3 separate regions of the Mus musculus genome follow, and all the other regions are linked to region 3. The links are chromatin contacts, called in public ChIA-PET and HiChIP or PLAC-seq maps. All regions are on one chromosome and are shown on one strand. Each heading gives the region's core, a stretch centred on a gene start, on an enhancer-like site or on the middle of the called end of the contact. The rest is flanking DNA. Distances are from core to core; before and after follow the strand shown. Region 1 has its middle 53 kb from the start of Samsn1. Region 2 has its middle 34 kb from the start of Gm41474. Region 3 holds the start of Nrip1 (nuclear receptor interacting protein 1).

Region 1 (3,507 bases), core at 582-3,081, 520 kb after region 3:
TTAGTAAGTCACTCATAACTACTTATAGGTGAATGCCTCCAAGTCACCTAAAAGTTTTTAAAGAAAATGTGGAGTTGGAGAGATGGCTCAGTGCTTAAGAGTGCTTGCTCCTCAATCATGAGATACGAGATTGGATCAGGGCAACCAAGCGGGGTGGCTCACAAACATTTGTAAATCCAACTCCAAGGGAGCAGGTGCTCTAGAGATTCCGGCCTTCATGAATATCCTCCCACATACAGACACACACACACAGACACACACACACAAACAGACACACACACACACAGACACATACATACATACATACATACACACACATCTTTAAAAATGAAATAAATAACAGGTAATAAAACTCAGGCAAGGTAAAATATTCTGAATGCTGAGAACAACCCAATAGTTTTAGTCTCCGGCATCTTTAACACACCTAATCTCACCAACATCCCCACATCAAGTGTGTTGCATGTGCATCTCTTTCCTTCCCAGCAAACCCGGTGTTTTCCTGACTGTGGTGACCACTGTTAGCAGACTAGTCTAGAAACTGTTCTTGGACACAGCACAGGCACTAATGTCATTAATTTTTAAACTGCCCTACCCCTACTCTCTCATGTTGTTTAAAAGAACGTAACTTTTTTATGGCAAGGCGAGGAAATTCTAGATTGGAAAGTAACTACAGAATAACAAAACAATGCCAGTCTATTCCTAATGAGTAAAACTTTTTCCCAATTTCTATCCCTTGAAAATGAAAGTTTCATGCCAGTTGAGGATTTAGGGATATTCTAAAGAGGCTTTGGGGAGATACAAGCAAAGAAAGTCTGAGTTCTTACAAAAGGGAGAAAAGAGAAAAGTTAAAAACAAAACAAAACAAAACAAAAACAAAATAAACAAACAAAACTGAAGAAGTGTTAAGTAGCCAGGAGAAAGAGCTGATGAGGACACACCTACAGGAGTGAGTCTGGCATCAGTGTGATCAGTGCCAAAGAGGTCAAATCAGAAGAAAGAGATCAGGTTCTCACCCACTGCCCATACACAGAGCACTGACTGGAGCAACGCAGAAAAGCAAGAAAGACCTTATGCAAAACTCTATGTCCTGCTGCCTTTTCTAGAAGAAAGTCTGGGCTCTTTAAGAGCAGATGAGAAGAGTCAGAAAGCCATGAAGTTAATATTTACAGGATATTCTTATTGGTTCTGAAGGTTCAAACCTGGCAAGTTGCCCAATCACATTCATTACTTAAACTGGTTCAATAAAGGTCTTTTGGACCAAAGAATGTGCATCAGGAAGACAGCAGAATCTAGCTGTTTGAGCTAGTAGTTCCCAGGTAGCTTTATACAGCTGTAAACCCTCTCTAGTATGCAGCGATTAACTTATCCCAGAGGTTTCTGATATTAGCAAATTTAGCTCTGACAGTAGAGAAGGCTAGAGAAAATTTATTCCCATTAAATAAATAAAATGTTCTAATATAACAGCAATATTCAGTCCTTGGGGCTAAATCCTACAGCATGTATATATACGGCAAGAACTGTATCACTCCTGCCCCTCTGTCTCTCTCTGCCTCTCTGCCTCTCTATCTCTCGATGTCTCTCTCTCTGTCTCTCTCTGTCTCTCTCTCTCTCTCTCTCTCTCTCTCTCTCTCTCTGTGTGTGTGTGTGTGTGTGTGTCTTTCTCTCACTGTTTCTGTCTCTTCTTGTCTGTCTGTCTGTCTACATAAGGTTCAGAATGGCCTTATTCTTTGTGATCCCCCTGCCCCTGCCTCCTGAGTTACTAGAATTACAGGCCTGCCCCATCAGATCAAGTTCAGGTTTTTTACTTTGTTTGTTTTTTGATAAATACAAAATTCAGACCATTTCGGTTCTGGTTTTCCATCAACTCTATAACTGATATGTATGAACCTGAACAGTATCTTTAACTAAAGTGTGTTATTAGTGACTTTTTATTTTTTTTAATCAGATTGCTAAGAGAGATCGACGGAAAGAAAACTAAAAAGAGTGCTCAGTAGCTGACTATTAGGTTTCAGTCATGTTCCATTGCACTGAGGTTATAGCTACGTGTTTTGCAACTTCCTGAGTGTGGCAAAATGATGACATTTAATGTTGAGAAATTTCCGCTGTAAGCGTTAGGTTCTGAGAACAATATATGATGACATTTTAGATAACCCCTCCTCTTACGCAGCACTGCTCTATACTGCCACCAAAAGCGCTCCTATCTAAGTAGCATTGAGGCTTCCAATACTCTTGATAGAGGGAGTGGCCCTACTAAATTTATGAAAAGTTTCAGAGATTAGTCAATAAAACCTAGCTAGAGGTTTACTTTGATAGGTGTTTGAGCTGTGGGAAATCAAATAGAACTAACCCTAATTTTGTTCAACCTCCATGTAACTGCGGAATTCCTCTGCACACTCTTTGTGTATGTATGCCTATAAACTAAAGGTTATGGAGTTGAGTCATCTGCTTTCAAGAACTGTGTGACAATATTCAAGCATTTATCACAAAAAGGTGATCTTTTTAAATCTAAAAGTGGTATAAATTATAGGATGTATATATGAAGTACTCAATACAATCCAGGTAGTATTTGTATGAAAGCCACTACAATTTTTATATATACAACTTCATTTCCCCCCACTAAGTTCTAGTCGAAAGATAGAAGCAGTAATCACTGTATAATCATACAGGTATTTACTCATAGTATCTTGAAATTTTTCATACATAAATGGCCTGAGATCTAAAGAACAATTTTGCTGTCCAGAAGCAATGAAAGAGAGTCAGCTCATAGAGAACTCAGCTCATAAGTTTTACCTGACACATTATTTCATTGTTTGCACCTGATCAGTTCAGAAAGACACAATACTGCACTCAGCCTTGGTTCAACACTCTTGGACATGAAAGGAATAATTTTAAGAATGAATTATTAAATATATAAATTATTATTTATTTTAATGAATGAAAAATTAAAATTGGGATTGTTAGTGTCATGGGCCTTGGTTTCTCACAAATGACAGAGCCTCAATTGATTGAGCAATGGGCAACAGAGAATCCCTTAAGAAGGCACTGTTAATGTGAGTATTTGCATATATATGGAGCCTGTGCACATTGGGGCATAAGATTCCATGGGCTATCAAAATGCTAACATGTTACAAAGAATGTATATGGGCTTTCCATTACCCCACTTCCACATCTGCATCATGAAAACTTCTCATGTGTCCATTTGCAACACTTAGTTTTGTTCTGTGTTATATTTTACAAATGTAAAAACTATAAAGGAATGAAAGCTGGGTTTAGCAGATTCTGTGATATCTTGGACCTTCTGGGATCCCATGTATGCCCAAGAGCAGAACACTGTTTCTTCATAGGGCAGGAGTGGAATAGTGATGCACATGGCTAAGGATCATTTTCTCTTTTAAGTTTTTGGGCACCAGGCCAATAAAATGGGCAGGAACCCTACGCAGCATTTGCAGAGGAAGATGGGGGTGAAAACCACTTCTGGCATACTTTGTCCATATAAATTATACTTGT
Region 2 (3,509 bases), core at 100-2,599, 660 kb after region 3:
CCATTTCTTAGTTATATTAGCTGTCTTTATCTATGTCCACTATGGTTTTCATAAGTATTGCTGGGACTTCTTTACTAGCCGTGTGCTCTAGCAGTGGCTCTACTACTTGTGGATTTGTTAGAGGTACCTCAATCTTCACTTCCTTAAACCCAAGTTTCTTTTGGTTGTTCCAAACCATTTTCTCTCTGTGGATCTGTGGCATCTGAACTCCCTTCCGTGGTTTTGAAGCCACTAACTAGTTCCTTCATTCTGATGTTAATATATATGCTAGGGAGTATAGAGATTTAATAGTTTTCTTTTTTTATATACTACCCAAAGTGAATTTGGGGGTAGCTTTCTTACTACTTTTTCCAATAATTTATCTGCCCTTCTCATGAGGCATTTGGCTAGGCATTCTCGGATGGGTTTTCCTGTACCTTCCCCTCTTCCTGCTACATAGGCAGCAGTTGGCATCCAGGTGCTGGTAATATTCTTTCCCTGCACCTTTCACTCTCTCTACCTCGAATGCAGCAGTTGGGATCAGAGTATTGGTGATCAGCTAATGATGAGGTCCTTCAACCTGCACCCTGGCTCTTCCTACCACCTCAGCAGCAGTTGGCTTCAACAGCAGTAGGCTTTGGGGTGGTGATCCCTTCTTTCACTTTCTTCCTTACAGCTCTGGCTAGTTCTGCACCTGGGCTGTAATTAATTTTGTACAACCAGAGGCCATTACCAATTTGGTGAAACTTAGAATAATTGGGACTACTATGGTCCTTAGAGGGTCCAGTTTCCTTCTCAGGATTTTGCCTTATGGTAAAATGATGCCAACTATGCCAACTGTCATGATCCATGACCAGCTTAAGGCTGGGAAGGAGAGACAGAGTCCAGATAATGTTTGATCTCAAGGGTTATTCACTACAATGGCAAGTATCAGTTCACAACACATGCATAGAGTGCCTGACTCAGAAGGAAGTGGCGGAGAGACTCACAAGCAAGGCTGGCTCATCACCACAATGACTAATGTCAGTTTACAACACGTGCATGGGGTATTTGAGCAATGAGCAAGTGGCCTAAAGGCTTGCACTCAAACTGTCCCTTACTCAGAGTGTCCCAGGTGGCAGCTTTTTCCTCTGGATCCTCTCATCTCCATGCAGCCAGGGTGGCAGTCAGTTTTCCTCTGGTCAGAGAGCCAGATAGTATGACAATCTTCACTGTGGAAGTATCAAGGTTTCCTCCTGCCTGCTGTGAGCTTCTGTTTTTATTAGCTACAAGGGGCAGTCACTCCCTAGCCTTACATCATTACATAGCACTTCATTTTTATTTGCTCTCCACTGAGCTGACATGAGCTGGAGAGCTGCTGTGAGCTGGCTGCTCATGCAACTCTTATCTACTACACACAGCTGACATGAGCTAGCTGCTCCTTTCTGTGACATCCAACTCAGCCCTGTTCTAATTTTTTTTTTATTAACATGCTGTCTACATAAGAAAATTAAGTTGTCTCACTGAGCTAGGCTTTATATTCTTTTTAACCTAAGATTATGCCTCTGATGCCATTATTGGTATAATATTAGACAAGTAAAATGGTCAGATGATAGGAACAAAAAAAGTATTGTATTGATCCACACTTTAAAGATATGTCGTTTTCAAATTTGTTTGTAGGAAAAAGTCTGACCTAAGAGATCCATGAACTAATATGAAATTCAATGTAATCCACCATAGAAAGAAACATGGAAAAAAAAACCTACATGATAATCTCAGTAGGTGCTGAAGAAGCCTTTAACAAAATATCACACCTCTTCATGATAAAAGTCTTGGAGAGATCAGGCATACAGTCTCCTTATCCAAACACAATACATAAAGGCACTACATAGCAAGCCAATAGCCAATGTCAAATTAAATGGACAGAAACAAAACAATTCCACTAAAATCGAGACTGTTCACTCTTTCCATATTTATTCAGTACTTGGAGTTTTAGCAAGAGTTATAATAGAACTTAAGATATCAAGAGGATACAAATTGGAAAGGAAAAAAATCAATATATTGGTATTTGCAGATGATATGATAGTATAAATAAGTAACCCCCAGAATTCTACCAAAGAATCAGAGAACTCCCATAACTGATACCTATTGAACTATACAATTTTAAGTGCTTTATAATAAACACAATGAAGAAATCTCTACAGGCAAGAGGATGCATGGACAAATACTTTACCCTTTCTTCATTCACCATACACATATGTGATTGCTGAAGATTCGTTACAGACAGGGTTTGTTCAAAATCCAGGTAGTTCCACAAGTCATTCTATTTTATGTTCCTTATTATTCTAAATCAGTGATTGTCAAACTGAATTAATACGGAATTAGAAATTCAGATACTAAGGATTGTGAACATATGACTTCTTTAACCATTTCAATGTATTCTTAATTATATCTTTGGGGATTTTACATTCTTATACATTAATTAAAGATTACCTGAAAATTATCTAAAACTTTGCAAATATTATCTATACTAACATACTCCCCTATATTTCTATGAACTACAAATATTATCATCTTTAGATATGTTATTCTGTGGGATAAGTGGACTGGTAAGGTTGAATGAGACCAAACCTGGTGAATCTCAGATTTGAGAACAGTAGGAGTGGGGCCAACTCCCTGCCTAACTCTACTCCCTCTGGAACATGTAACCACAGCGCCCCACTGAGAGAACCATGGCAATCAGTCATGTAGCATAAAAACCTGGAGTTCTCTATGTTAATGTAGCATCTAGATAGGCCCCAAGCATTCAGCCAATGAGCTTCTCTTCCTGGGCGTTCCTTCTTGCAAAAGGTATTTAATACCTGGTACACCCTGAGTAAGGCATATGCATTCACATCCATCATCAAACAAAGCAGTCTGAATAAACAAGGAAAAATCTCTTCATCAAGGAACCCTTGGGGAGGCCTCCATAGTAGACACCTCCACCTAAATCTCCTGGAGAAGGCCTTCTCTCTTCCAGCCCCTCCATACTCTTTGACTCAGGATCCAACTGGGTTCTATCCCATACACAGCCTCTGTCTTCCCCATCTTCCCCTTCATGCCGAGTGGGTGTGGATGCCCTGAGGGGTAGTGGGCCCAGGACCCCATTACTGGCTCACAGCACTATGCCAGCCAGTGGCGCCTGGGTATACAGGACACTGGGAACTACAGCAATCATCCCGGACTCCACTGTTTCCCACTCTGAAACAATAGGGACTGAGGATCACCATTGTGGACTGTGTTCTGCCTCCCCTGAGCAGCGTGCAGGTGGCACTCCAGGGACTCCACTGGATAGGCAGGATGTGACCCAGCACTATCTAACAATGTAAGTCTGTCCATATCTTGGTAATCAGATGGATGACTGGTCTACAGATTTGGGCTCAAAATGCCAAGGTTGGAAGCACAACACTGATAACGATGATTGCAGAGACATAGCCAAGAAAGACAGACATGGAAGACTTGCACTACAAGCCCTCCACTCTCCACAAACCTACCAAATAGTAACGGCCTAA
Region 3 (3,406 bases), core at 369-2,868:
CTCAGGACTGTGCTAGAATATAGCTTTATTAAGAATTGATTTGAAAAATTGCCTTTACTTTAAAGATTGGGAAGATACCCCAGACGTTTTTCATTTGAAAAATCCGAAAAATAGCTATAGAGCTATTATATAACAGTAAAGAATACGGTTGGGTCACTTGGATAATTTTTGGTTTTGGTGTGCATCAATAACTGCTTCCAAATGCTACCGAAATTCTTAAGGATATGAAAACATATGAGAGTAGAAAGCTTCATCCACAAAATTGTCTTAGTAAGTATTTTAAGGCAGGGATAGCACTTCAGAGTTTAGGGTGAATCGAAGATGTACTTTAGCCTTTTTTTTTTTTTTTTAATGTCAAACAAAAACAACTTCTGCAACCACAAGTCTTCCCGCAGGTAATTCTTTTCATGACTAGAGTCAAAAACAAACGAGACAGAGACATCTGGGGTAGGGGGAGCGTTAAAAGGAGGCTTCACAAGTAAGATATGAAGGGAGTAGAGAGAATAGGTTTTAAAAGCAGAAAACACAAGGCGAGGAAGAGATCATGGTTTCTTATTTTTCTCTCCTCCCTCCACTTTCTCGCCTCACCAATCTGTTAGCCCACCTCAAATTTAGAGGCGGGTTCAGCGAGACCAGGCTGCAGGAAACCCAAGTTTCCCTGCATTGCCACCCTGGCTATATGATGTAATTGTTATTTATTGAGACTCTGAACCCAGCAAGAGCTGCTTTAAAGAAGTGACAGCCCATCTCCTAGTCCTGTTGGGTCAGATCCTTCCTGGGGGTGGTGCAGTTTGGCGGGCAGACCCTGCTGGAGACTTCGCAGTGACAAAGCAGCAGAAGAGAAACCAGGTTCCTGGGTCCTGCGTCCGTCTAGGGAGCTAGCTGTGCACTCCTCAGGTCTCCTTTCCAGTTTTCCGCTTGGAATCATGCCATATTTATCACTGGGTCCTACTAGGTGCTGAGCATGGGGTCAAAATGACCTAGAGTTATACAGCGCCGCAGCTTCCGGGATTTGAGCGGGACACAGATTTTAAGGAGGTGGAAATTGAGGGTGGGTAAAGGGCGCCAAAAGAACGCGTGTTTGTGGGGTGAAACGGGAGAAAGGGAGACACTTAAGGTGCCAGCACGTAGGCTGGGGAACCTGGGGTAGGATTAAGGTGCCCCGACGCCCCTGTGGTGCCCCCAGCGTTTGCCCCGGCACGGGTGACATGGGCGATCGCCTGGCCCCTAGCGGGGAATCTGTCCAGGCGGCTGGCTGGACGGGGCTGGGAAGCCAGGGCGCCGGCTCGGGAAGCACAGCACCCCCTCCTTCTCCGGGTCCAACCGCGTCCTCTCTCTGCCTTCAAGGCCGATCAGTCCCGGACCCCCACCCGGAGCACCGGCGAGGAGGCCTGCAGACGCCCGGTGGGCTCCCCGGCTCCGCCGAGCCTCCGGGTGCGCGCTCGGCCCGGGTGACAATGGGAGGGAGGGGCAGAAAAGGGTTAAGAAACTTGGCTGAAGAGCTGAATGGCGTGGAGCAGCGAGGGGAGGGACCCGGCCGCCGCGAAGTCGGCGGCGGAGGGAGGAGCGCGGCTGCGGCGGGCGGGCGGCGAGCGAGGCGCTCAAAGTCAGCCTCGCAGACATTGCAGCAGAGCCCCGAACTCGGGAGGCGACGGCGACCGCGGCGCAGGCGGAGGACGAGCCGGCCCCAGCCCGCCCGAGCGCAGCGCCCGTGGCCTCGCGCGGCCGCAGGGCACGGCTAACCTGGGAAGGAGGGAGCGACGCGGATCGGCGGCCCGGAGCCGCGGCGGCCTCGGTGAGTGGCAATCGCGGCCCGGGCTCCGTGCGGAGCTCGCGGGAGCGGACGCCGCGCCGCCCGGGCACGGCCTGGGTGCGCGGCCCGTGGAGGCGGCGGAGGCCGGGGGAGGCCCGCGGGGAGCTCCGGGAACACGGATCCCGGGGACAGCCCTCCGCCGCGCCCCGCTCCGGCTCTCCCCTGGAACTCGCGGGCCCGGCCGGCGCAGCCGCCAAGTTGTGGAGTTCCCAGCCGCGGGCTCGTCCGTGCCAGCCTTGGCGCGAGGGGCGCAGCCGCCCTGGGTGTTCTGCGCCGGGACCCACGCGGGTGGCCGGGTCGCGGGGCCCCGGTCGAGCTCGCCCGCCCAGCTGCCCCCGTTGGCCCCGAGCCCCGGGCGCTGGCTGCCGCGCCGCTCGGTCCTGCCGCCCAGCGGTGCTCTCGGTGGCGCCCGCGCTGCTCCCCGCCTATCGCTGCCGTCTCCCTTGCGCGGTGCTCGCCGATCCCCGGCCGGGAAAAGTGACTCGGAGAAGGGGCAGCACTGAGCCCCAGGCCCGGCCTGCTGGGCACGAGCTCCCCGCTTGCCGAGGGAGGGCGAGGCTCCTTGCACCCGAGGCCTCAGCCCAGTTCCCCCAGCATCCGAGAGGGGGTTCACTCGCATGAGCCTGGTAAAGTCCGGGGAGACCGCTCTCCTCTCTGGTGCCACTGTCCTCCTTTAATACTATTGTTGTTAGAAGAAACCCTCTAGCGTGCAAACATTCCCCAGACCCTCCTATCCCTTTCCAAAGTACTTTCCAAATTTTAATCAGGAGTTGATATTCAGACTGAAGGAACAAAGGAATCCACTGTGTTTAAAAGGCGGACAGGCAGAGAGTCTGACACATGTTGATCTCTAAGGCATTCCAGGAGTTTCTACCTTCCATCATGTCAGTAATTTAACTGGATTCTGGAGGTCGTAAACGAAAAACGGAACGTTAGGTAATTTCACGTTAAAATACTTTGTCGTCGTCGTTGTTGTTTTAATTAATGGGTCATTTTAGTTGGGGGAAAGTCCGGACATGATTAGGTGCAAGAACTTTTAACTCATTTTTTTGTGGCACCAGGCTGGAGTTTGTCTGCTCATGTAAGCTGATTGTGACACTGAAGGAAAACCGTGTTTTTAGAGAAAGAGAGACAGACTAAAAGTAAACCAAGATTGGCATGTCTGTCTGTCTGTCTGTGTCTGTGTATACGAATACATGCTTAAATGATGTGTGGTCTGTGTTTCTTGGGTTTTGTAAAGCAGGGGCTTTAGTAATTCTTTAAAGTTATGAATTACATTGAACCCGCTTATTAGTGAATCACAGGTTTAGCAAGTGGGCGGCATCTTCCAGATGCAATTATCCAGTGTTTAATCATCAGGTTGCCACCTTTGTCTAAGAGTGAAATAAGTCGACTTTTTAAACAAACGGTGCTTCCTATGCACGGCCCCTAAGAGTGGCTGCTGTCTGGAGTATGTTGAAATCTTCCACTTCCAAGTGAGTTGCCCTGGTTTTGCCCAGCAGTTTGGTAATATCCAACAGGGTTTAATTGATTCAGGGACTTCAAAACCAACAGGAAATTTCTGTACAGGACTTAGTTACTGTAGACAAAGAA

What was found. ChIA-PET counts read pairs in DNA pulled down with a chosen protein or histone mark. HiChIP or PLAC-seq counts read pairs in DNA pulled down with a chosen protein or histone mark.
Region 1: a contact with region 3 is called in an RNA polymerase II ChIA-PET map of memory CD8 T cells, with 14 read pairs. The contact joins the enhancer-like site here to the promoter of Nrip1 in region 3. A contact is called at or near these places in 1 of 39 promoter capture datasets (hippocampal neurons), 1 of 484 Hi-C or Micro-C datasets (regulatory T cells), 7 of 115 datasets of contacts at active chromatin or transcription factors (bone marrow-derived macrophages, effector CD8 T cells, embryonic limb bud and 4 more) and 2 of 9 other capture datasets (adipose tissue and macrophages).
Region 2: an H3K4me3 HiChIP or PLAC-seq map of bone marrow-derived macrophages shows a contact between it and region 3, with 5 times the contacts expected there. The contact joins the enhancer-like site here to the promoter of Nrip1 in region 3. A contact is called at or near these places in 8 of 39 promoter capture datasets (the 3T3-L1 cell line, the C10 cell line, cranial neural crest and 5 more), 2 of 484 Hi-C or Micro-C datasets (bone marrow-derived macrophages and ventricular fibroblasts), 7 of 115 datasets of contacts at active chromatin or transcription factors (the 230-238 cell line, bone marrow-derived macrophages, embryonic forebrain and 3 more) and 1 of 9 other capture datasets (macrophages).

The regions. Positions count from the first base shown.
Region 1 is chr16:75,854,220-75,857,726 of GRCm38.p6, reverse strand. No RefSeq gene overlaps it. Among named protein-coding and RNA genes, the nearest start is that of Samsn1, 53 kb to the left of the region's middle. Within about 2 kb of position 1,831, at least 95 of the 459 cell types and tissues checked have an H3K27ac peak or open chromatin away from gene starts, as enhancers often do. A contact at or near this core is called in adipose tissue, bone marrow-derived macrophages, effector CD8 T cells and 3 more, where this site is marked.
Region 2 is chr16:75,715,436-75,718,944 of GRCm38.p6, reverse strand. No RefSeq gene overlaps it. Among named protein-coding and RNA genes, the nearest start is that of Gm41474, 34 kb to the right of the region's middle. Within about 2 kb of position 1,349, at least 55 of the 459 cell types and tissues checked have an H3K27ac peak or open chromatin away from gene starts, as enhancers often do. A contact at or near this core is called in bone marrow-derived macrophages and pancreatic cancer cells, where this site is marked.
Region 3 is chr16:76,371,261-76,374,666 of GRCm38.p6, reverse strand. Nrip1 (nuclear receptor interacting protein 1) reads left to right here and starts at 1,618. Exons shown (of 4, transcript NM_173440.3): 1 at 1,618-1,795.